Linked DNA regions of Mus musculus: all the other regions are linked to region 3. Evidence: chromatin contacts called from public Hi-C and HiChIP or PLAC-seq data. All regions are on one chromosome and are shown on one strand. The core of a region is the stretch at or near the end of the contact, and the rest is flanking DNA. Distances in the headings are between cores, read along the strand shown.

Region 1 (2,700 bases), core at 170-2,669, 210 kb before region 3:
GATTGGAAGGGAAAATCTCTACTTCAAGTGTCTCCACAGTCAGTCAGATTGTTTGAGCGGGTATCTACGAAAGTAGGAGATACAGAAATTCTTTCCCTTAAAGCATTATTCTCATACATCTATTGAGAAGACGGTGAGAACATCAAGGGAACACCCCATTTTAAGGGCCGATGTCTCCTCTATCTATGATACAATAAAAATCAGAGAAAGTTTTGTAAGTCATTTTTAATGCTTTTGATTCTAATTTTAATTAAAATTTAAATAATTTTAACTCCCAAATTTCATCTTAAAATGGCAGTCAGTGTTTCCCTGGAATGACACGAATGCTAAACTGTAACAGCATGGCCGTAATCGTAACTATAATCTACATGGTTGGCTTATAATGATGATATGCAATGCATGAGAAGACAGCAGGTCAATAATGGAGCCGTGCACACAACGCTCCTTTCAAAATCTGTATTTGCATTTCTATTACTGAGATCATTTCCTAATAATGAAGTTGCCATGAGAGAAGTCCCCATTACGAAGGAAGCAGTGTTACAGAAACAGCATTATTAAAGCATCGCTGTGTACAGGAACTTTTATTAGGGTGATACAAGTTATATATCATTGTAATAAAGTTCCTATTATAACTTTAATTGCATAAAGCTGTGTTTGAGTATAGCAATGTGAGAGCTGCAGGACTTTTAATAAACTATCAAAATAATGCTTTGGTAATAGGATTGTTTAGCATAGTAATACTTCAGGGAAGACCAAGCTCACTAATGGATGATGCTTATTTCACTGATTATACATGCTCTATCAAGAATTAAAATGAAAAAAAAATGGGAAAGAGATGAGACATGATCTCTGATGCAATATGCTAATATATGCATGGAAACACACACATTAGTTCTCTTTAATATAACAAATCAATATCTCCAATTCATCTGTTCATGGAAGATTGTAATCTGGAAATATGGCCATCAATGACTATAATAATTAAAAGATTTAATGCTCAGGTTGAAGGCTTGCTGGCAATCTAAATGCTAACAAAAACAATGAGAAAACCTACAAACATGCTGACATATGCTGAAAAGTGCCTGCTAGAAAAATTAGAGACATATGAGCTTTAAGAACTTAAACACACACATGCACACATACCATGAATTGACTTTAAATGATTAATTTCTTCCCTTCAACCAAGAAACAGGGCTATACATTCATTATGTGCACACTCAAAGATGCTTGTACACATTGTCTGCTTCAGAGTTATAGCTACAAGTTAAAACTTCACTTAGGTTCACAACAGGGAACTTTAGTATATTTGTTATTTATGTATTTACACTTTTTTTTTTTTCAAAATTCTCTAATAGAGTCAGTCTTGGGCTGTTCCTCCTGGAAACATGTAGAACATCCGCCAGCAGAGACCGCCAGAGAGCCATCCACCACACTGTAGGCATGGATGCTAGGCTTGCTGCTGAGGAGAAACAGGCAGAGAAGGAGCCCGGCTGTGACAGGCTGACATAAGCTAAGGAGATGGAGACCACAGCCAGTGCTACAACCACCACATCTTCCCCCTCAATAGAGAAGCCAACGTCATTGGTTCTAGACTCCTGTGGCCTGTCTAGGAAGCAACAGCTGGCTAATCTGGAATCTGCTTGAAAAGCTAAGTGCTTTTCTTTATAAGAAAGCATCTCCTTGCCACAATGCCGTCTTCATACTGCCTTCCAGCTGTGAAGGTTCACAAACATGTGGGTACGGTCAACTTAAAACCCAGGATGTTCGTCTTCCCTAGTGACTCACGTGATTCAAAGGCAAACATGAGCAAAAAGCTCCTCTAATGCTATAGCTCTCATGTCTTTGCATTAACTGAGGGGCACTGTAATAGTTAGCTGGTATGGTAGTTTTTAAGATTACAACATTCTCCTTCAAATATGATCTAGCCAAACTACTTTGCACTGGCAATGAGGAAATCTATTTCTTAAATTCACAAATCTTGGAGTCTTTTACTTGGTACATTTTCATACTGAACAAGTACAGGGCTCAATTATTGTGTCAGTTGACTAAACATCTGCATATCTGCTATGTGGTGACACCCACATATTTGTAGAAATATCAGTTTTCATGCATAAAACAAAAAGTTTAAACCATGTAATTTTGAAAAATCTAACTTTCGCATTCCTTTAGTTTTACAGCTGACAACAGACACAGACCTTTTTCTTTAACTCAAGTGAACAACCCATTCTGTCTACTCAAGACCTCCAGAGACACCAACTCCCCATAGTGACAGGAAGAGCCTTTCAGATGAACACCTCCAGAGGCTCAGAAGTTCACTTTCACTGAAGGACTGTTTTGAAATCTCCTTTCACTTCATTGCTCTGACCCCTTAATTCTCCAAAGCATCTTTCAGCACCCCCACCCCCACCCCCACCCAAAGCACAGCTTCCACCAAACACTCCCATTTCTTTTCACCTATTGGAAGTTAGTCCCAAAATGAACTCTGGCGAGCATCTCTCCTCCAGCCGGCTCTAGTTCAGGCTTTTCATTCTTTCTCCGTTTTCATTCACTACAGAAACTCAAATGCTAACCTGATATCATCCCTTGCTCAATCATTTTGGGAACATAAATCTCTGTCAACAACCAATCAGAGCTCTGCGTCACAGGATAATGCCTGATTAATAGATTTGGGGTTTGCCTGGCTAAAAATCTATACCTACA
Region 2 (2,700 bases), core at 106-2,605, 260 kb before region 3:
GACAGCTACAGTGTACTTATGTATAATAATAAATAAATCTTTGGGCCTGAGAGAGCAGGGACTGAGCAAATGGAGTTGACCCAAGCAAGCAGGGCCGACCGGGGAGCAGAGGTCCTAAAATTCAATTCCCAACAACCACATGAAGGCTCACATCCATCTGTAGAGCTACAGTGTACTTACATACATAAAATAAACAGATCTAAAAAAAAAAAAAAAAAAAAAAAAAGAATCCCCAGCTTAAATCTAAAGATTTAATATCAGAGGAGAGTTTCAGAAGGCTTTACTGCGGTAAAGTTCTGTTTGTTTGGTTTGTTTGGTTGTTTGGTTGTTTTTGAGACAGGGTTTCTCTGTGTAGCCCTGGCTGTCCTGGAACTCACTCTGTAGACCAGGCTGGCTTCAAACTCAGGAATTCACCTGCCTCTGCCTCTCAAGTGCTGGGATTAAAGGCATGCACCACCATGCCCAGCTGTAAAGTTCTGTAATGCCCAGGCTTTCAGAACCACTGTTGCTTTTTTTTTTTAATCTCTCAGTTCAATTGACAAGAGAACCACCTTTCACTTCTGGAAGGCTGTATCCTATGCTAAATATAGGCTCCCAGCTCAAATGTAACCTACAGGGATACCTTCTTAAAGTCCACCCCTTCACTAAAAAGCTTCATTTTTCTATAACATTTGTCAGTGTGTAAAGATATTTTTTTATATTTATAGGCTCTGTCCCTTTACCTAGAATATAAACTTAACGAGAAAAATCTTCGTTCTCTTAACTGCCAAATATCCAGTGCAAAGACATTAAAATTTTCATTTTTATGTGACTCAACATCCCAGAAAAACTACAGGAAAGATTCGGGTTGTAAAGGTACTAGAATTAAGCAAGGACGCACAACCAACAAATGTCAGCTCACTGTTTAAAGCTCAAGTCTGGCTAGAAACAACAACAACAAAAATAATCGATTTTTCATCACTGAATCATTGCCTCACTAAAATTTACAATTTACTGACGCTGGGAACCTCCTACTCCGTCCAGCCCCACCCCGCTCCGCCCTTTCCGAATTAGCACCGCCCAGCCCTGGGCCTGAGGTGTGGGGGGGTGGGGGGGTGGGTTGAGGGAGTTGCAGAGGACGCCTGCGCAGTGAGCAGTTAGCGCAAAGATTTCTGGGATTGGTAGTCCGTATTCCTCTAGCCTTGTCATTTGCCTGAAAAGGAAATAACAGCGTAAATGAAATTGCTTTGGATTTGATACATATTAAACAAAACTCTGTGTCTCACAAAAGTGGAGGCACTGAATCGTTTCCTCCACCCACACACTCCCCGGTACAGGCGCCGCTTGGACAGCCGCACGGGGCCTTCGGCTGGGCGGGGCTTCCCGCAATGCCTTGTGGGTCCTTCCTGCACCTCCTCTCTCTTTCTCTTGGGCCCGTGGCGCCGGCAAGATGGGTGAGCTGTGCGGGGCTGGGCTGAGGGGCCGCCGCAGGGCTCTAGAGCTCGGGATACGGCCTATCGTGGGGAGATAGAGCGGAGAGTAGGGCTGTAACCGGGCGGAGGTCGGGAGAAGGGGCGCCGTCCCGCGGGCACGTGGCCATACGGAAGAGTTCCTGCGGCCTTCGGGCGGCCTTGCCGGGACCCATTACCCTGGAAATTTAAGTAAGCGTAAAGGCCCCAGCCTGGGTTTGTGTGCAGCTCCGAGTTAGGGGATTTCGAGGGTAATTGGCCCACGTGCTAAGAGGAGCCACAGGTCTCTGGCGCAAACGTCCCTTCTGCTGAAGCTCGTGTGCGGAAGCGCGGGCTCGGTTTGCGGAGCATTCAGTGATGTGTGTTTTTTAGGCAAGTGTCGTGGTCTCCGAACTGCCCGGAAGCTCCGCAGTCACCGACGGGACCAGAAGTGGCATGACAAACAGTACAAGAAAGCCCACTTGGGCACAGCCCTGAAGGCCAATCCGTTTGGGGGTGCCTCTCATGCAAAGGGAATTGTGCTGGAAAAAGTGTAAGTCAAAAGCTGCGCGCTAGAAGCGATGGTTTACCGTAGTTGAGAACGAAGTAGTTCTTCAAAAGTCGCAAAAGATCCTGAGCCTGCGTTGGTTGGGGTTTTTATAAGGAAAAAATGGGAAATGTGCTTGTTTATGTTCGGCCAGGGATGAGATTACTAAAGTTTTTAATTTCGGCTGTAGTCTGGAAGGAATGGAAGAAGTAAAAGTAATATAGTACATACTAAAGCATACATTGAACAGTTGGGGGGGGGGCTATACCTTAAGCAGCTGGTACATTCTTAGTATCTTTTTGGAGTTGAGAAAATTCCTTTTCTGGCATGTTTCTGGTGCATTGGCTTTTTAGAGTGATGATTTTTTTTTTTTGTGTGTGGCGTTCACAAATTTCGCAACAAGAGTTTGAATCCTCATTTTTACCACTCCAGTGGCGCTAAAGTTCGATTTTGCCTGTAAAAACTTCATTAAAATAGTGGCATCTGCAGGATTTGAGACTGGATTGACTAGGAGCTGCTTCTACTTTTATTCTTAATCGAATTTTAAAAACCTTACTGACTTCACATGTGCCATTGATATTGCAGAGGGGTTGAGGCCAAACAGCCAAATTCTGCCATCAGGAAGTGCGTCAGGGTGCAGCTCATTAAGAACGGGAAGAAGATCACAGCGTTCGTGCCCAATGATGGCTGCCTGAACTTCATTGAGGTGACTTATTTTATTTCTTT
Region 3 (2,700 bases), core at 189-2,688:
TCCTCGTGGCCCCTTCTTTGAAAGACATATTCTAAAGAATACACAAACCACTTTCCAAAGAAAGGAAGGAGGGAAGGAGGGAGGAAGGGAGGGAAGGAAGGAGGAAGGGAGGGAGAAAAAAGAGATGAGAAGAGAAAAGAGAAGAGAGAAGAGAGAAGAGAGAAGAGAGAAGAGAGAAGAGAGAAGAGAGAAGAGAGAAGAGAGAAGAGAGAAGAGAGCAGTATTAAAAGTCCCTGGCTCATAGCAATCCACTCACTACACATCCATGGCTCACTAGGGTGCATCATCTACAACACCAGTTGACATACAGAGGACAGGGATTTGAAATTCACTCATAGCACTGATGATCTGAGAAGCTTAGGCTCAGGGTCTGATAGGTAGAATGGAGATATGCCTAAGAAACTTGAGATTGTTGCAATAAAAAATACATGGGCTGACAGTGAAGTTCAGTGGCAGAGGACATGAAAGGCCAGCACTCAGTCCCCAGAGCAAAGATGACAAATACATTTTACTGTATTTTCTTTTTAAGTGGTAGAGGCTAATCTAGGCATCATGTGTGCTAAGCTAAGTGTTCTATCACTGTTATACCCAACATTTATCATATGCTTCTATATTACTCCATTTTTAATGCAAAGTTTTCACAAAAAATATGTGCTCCACTGTAAATTTTTAAAATTAAAAAAGATCAGAAGAATGAATGAATTGAAATAGTCATCCCTGGTAATTTTTATCCAACTATCTGGGAGTCCATTACCACCAAAAGACCAAAGAATTGGGGTAATATGAAGCAGGAAATAAGTTTTCTAGCCAGTTCTACAAAAAAAACAAAATCAGAAAAACACTGCATACCAGCAGACATATGGTAATAAAAACAGAAGAACTGAACAAATGAAACAGAGGGAAGAGAATTAAACTGAGCACAGATTTGCAGTCGCTGATTTTAACCAATGAGGCAAATCAAAAACTCCATGTGCCACACTTGTGAGACATATAACTTTGCACATCCCCAGTGATGTCCCAGCATGTATTACTACTCAAATACACCTTATATTAACCAAACGGTTTCCTTCATCGGCCCCCTACGTATCTGAAGGAACCCAGAGTTGTCTTCTGTGTCTCTTCACAGACACACACCCTGGTCCCACTGCCTTGCCTGGGCAGGCCCAGCCCTGCCTGGTGTGGGCAGAGAAAGAACTGCAGGCAGCAACATGCTGCAGGGGCCCCAAGGCTTAGCAGGCACACAGCTAAGATTCTTTCCATACAGTGATGCCAACAGGTAGAACAGTTGAAACAATGTGGTCCTCCAACCACAAGACTTCTGACTGACTAAATTCTGCCAGGGAAACGAGGTATCTGCAGGTCATGCACGCTAGAGGAGGCTATGACCAGCCTCAACTCAGCCTTTTCTGCTGAACACAAACCCCTTCTTGTGCCAACTCTTTGTCTCCAATACAAACCCCTCACCAACTCCTCCCAGACCTTCACAAGGTGGGGCTCGCCATTCCACGTATGGCTCTGCCTCTAATTACTATTTACTGCATTTGCATATGTGGGCTTTTTTCTCATTATAATGTCATTAGCATTCGAAGGAGCCCCGTTGCCAGGGCAACCAGGAATGGTGAATGCATAGCACAGCCTTTAATGAAAACTTAACCCTACTTTGTTTAATTCCCAGTATGTTCTGGCTCACTCACTTTTGTGGTCACAAGAATGGAAATACCCTACAGTTGCCCCCCTTTGTTTGGCTATGTGGTATTTGTAAGCCATGTGTGTTCTCCTGAATTTACTAACACACACTGTTTTTCCTAACTAACCTTGATAACTTCCTTCCATATAGTAAATTCTTCTCATCAACACTGCACCCTCAATCCACTGCTTTGCATACCTGCAACAGACTCCATTCTCTATACATTTCACAGCTTTGGTGATTTGCAGACCCAATACTCAGGATTACCCACTTCTGAAAGCATTCTAAACTGCTTGGCCAAGGAGTAAACTCACTCCTGTAAGACAGCCTGCTCAGAGAGCATTCTTCAAAAGGAGATCTGACGTGACCTGTTGAGCCCCCACTGCCACAAACGGTCTTATCAAATCCTTATATTATAACAACAAGGGTTTGTCAACTGAGCAGATCAAGGATTAACAAAAACAAGTCATAACAGGCAAAATTTTTACTTAGCACCAGTAAAAATAAAATCCTAAATTTAGGCAAAAGAATCCAATTAAACAGACACTGGAGCTACTAGACATGCAAGCGCAATGCTAAGCCACAGGGGCTCCGTGTCACCAGGAAGAAGCACGTGTGCCAAACTGCCACACTCGGAAGCTCTGGGACTCCATCTGCAGCTGTTATACTGACTGGACAAGATGAGGACAGGGGGACAAAAACAGTAACACGAAAACACCTGATGCAAGCAAAACTGTAACATGAATTAGCAACTAGTGATCACCGCAATGTCCTTCTTCCTCAGTTAGGATTCTTTACAATAGAGGAGAAGACAGAGCCCTGCTGCCAACTAACAGAAAGGTTAGGGAGCAGGAGGTAAAGGCCAGTGGGAGCTGAGCTCTGGCTTGGGACGCAGCTGACTTGGCAGGGTAGACCTGTGAGGATGCCTTTGCCTGGGAGACACGTTTGATGATGGAACTACTCTGCACTATCTGAGAGGCAGGCAGACATCACAGGGAACCACCTAATCCAAC

The links. A called contact is a pair of places that touch in the nucleus more often than the background predicts. HiChIP or PLAC-seq counts read pairs in DNA pulled down with a chosen protein or histone mark.
Region 1: a Hi-C map of cerebral cortex shows a contact between it and region 3, with 1.7 times the contacts expected there. The contact joins two enhancer-like sites. A contact is called at or near these places in 1 of 15 datasets of contacts at CTCF or cohesin (the G1E-ER4 cell line), 5 of 484 Hi-C or Micro-C datasets (the 63-12 cell line, the G1E-ER4 cell line, adipose-derived mesenchymal stem cells and 2 more), 1 of 115 datasets of contacts at active chromatin or transcription factors (kidney) and 1 of 9 other capture datasets (embryonic stem cells).
Region 2: a contact with region 3 is called in an H3K27ac HiChIP or PLAC-seq map of embryonic stem cells, with 2.6 times the contacts expected there. The contact joins the promoter of Rps23 here to the enhancer-like site in region 3. A contact is called at or near these places in 1 of 39 promoter capture datasets (liver), 1 of 15 datasets of contacts at CTCF or cohesin (the G1E-ER4 cell line), 3 of 484 Hi-C or Micro-C datasets (the G1E-ER4 cell line, liver and nephron progenitors), 4 of 115 datasets of contacts at active chromatin or transcription factors (embryonic stem cells and memory CD8 T cells) and 1 of 9 other capture datasets (pancreatic islet).

Annotation. Positions count from the first base shown.
Region 1 is chr13:90,966,217-90,968,916 of GRCm38.p6, forward strand. The region is part of intron 5 of Atg10 (autophagy related 10); the gene reads right to left. Among named protein-coding and RNA genes, the nearest start is that of Gm46434, 36 kb to the left of the region's middle. Within about 2 kb of position 1,420, at least 26 of the 459 cell types and tissues checked have an H3K27ac peak or open chromatin away from gene starts, as enhancers often do. A contact at or near this core is called in cerebral cortex, where this site is marked.
Region 2 is chr13:90,921,767-90,924,466 of GRCm38.p6, forward strand. Rps23 (ribosomal protein S23) reads left to right here and starts at 1,356. Exons shown (of 4, transcript NM_024175.3): 1 at 1,356-1,433; 2 at 1,821-1,980; 3 at 2,560-2,680. The coding sequence starts at 1,430.
Region 3 is chr13:91,177,408-91,180,107 of GRCm38.p6, forward strand. The region is part of intron 2 of Atg10 (autophagy related 10); the gene reads right to left. Among named protein-coding and RNA genes, the nearest start is that of Atg10, 45 kb to the right of the region's middle. Within about 2 kb of position 1,439, at least 67 of the 459 cell types and tissues checked have an H3K27ac peak or open chromatin away from gene starts, as enhancers often do. A contact at or near this core is called in cerebral cortex and embryonic stem cells, where this site is marked.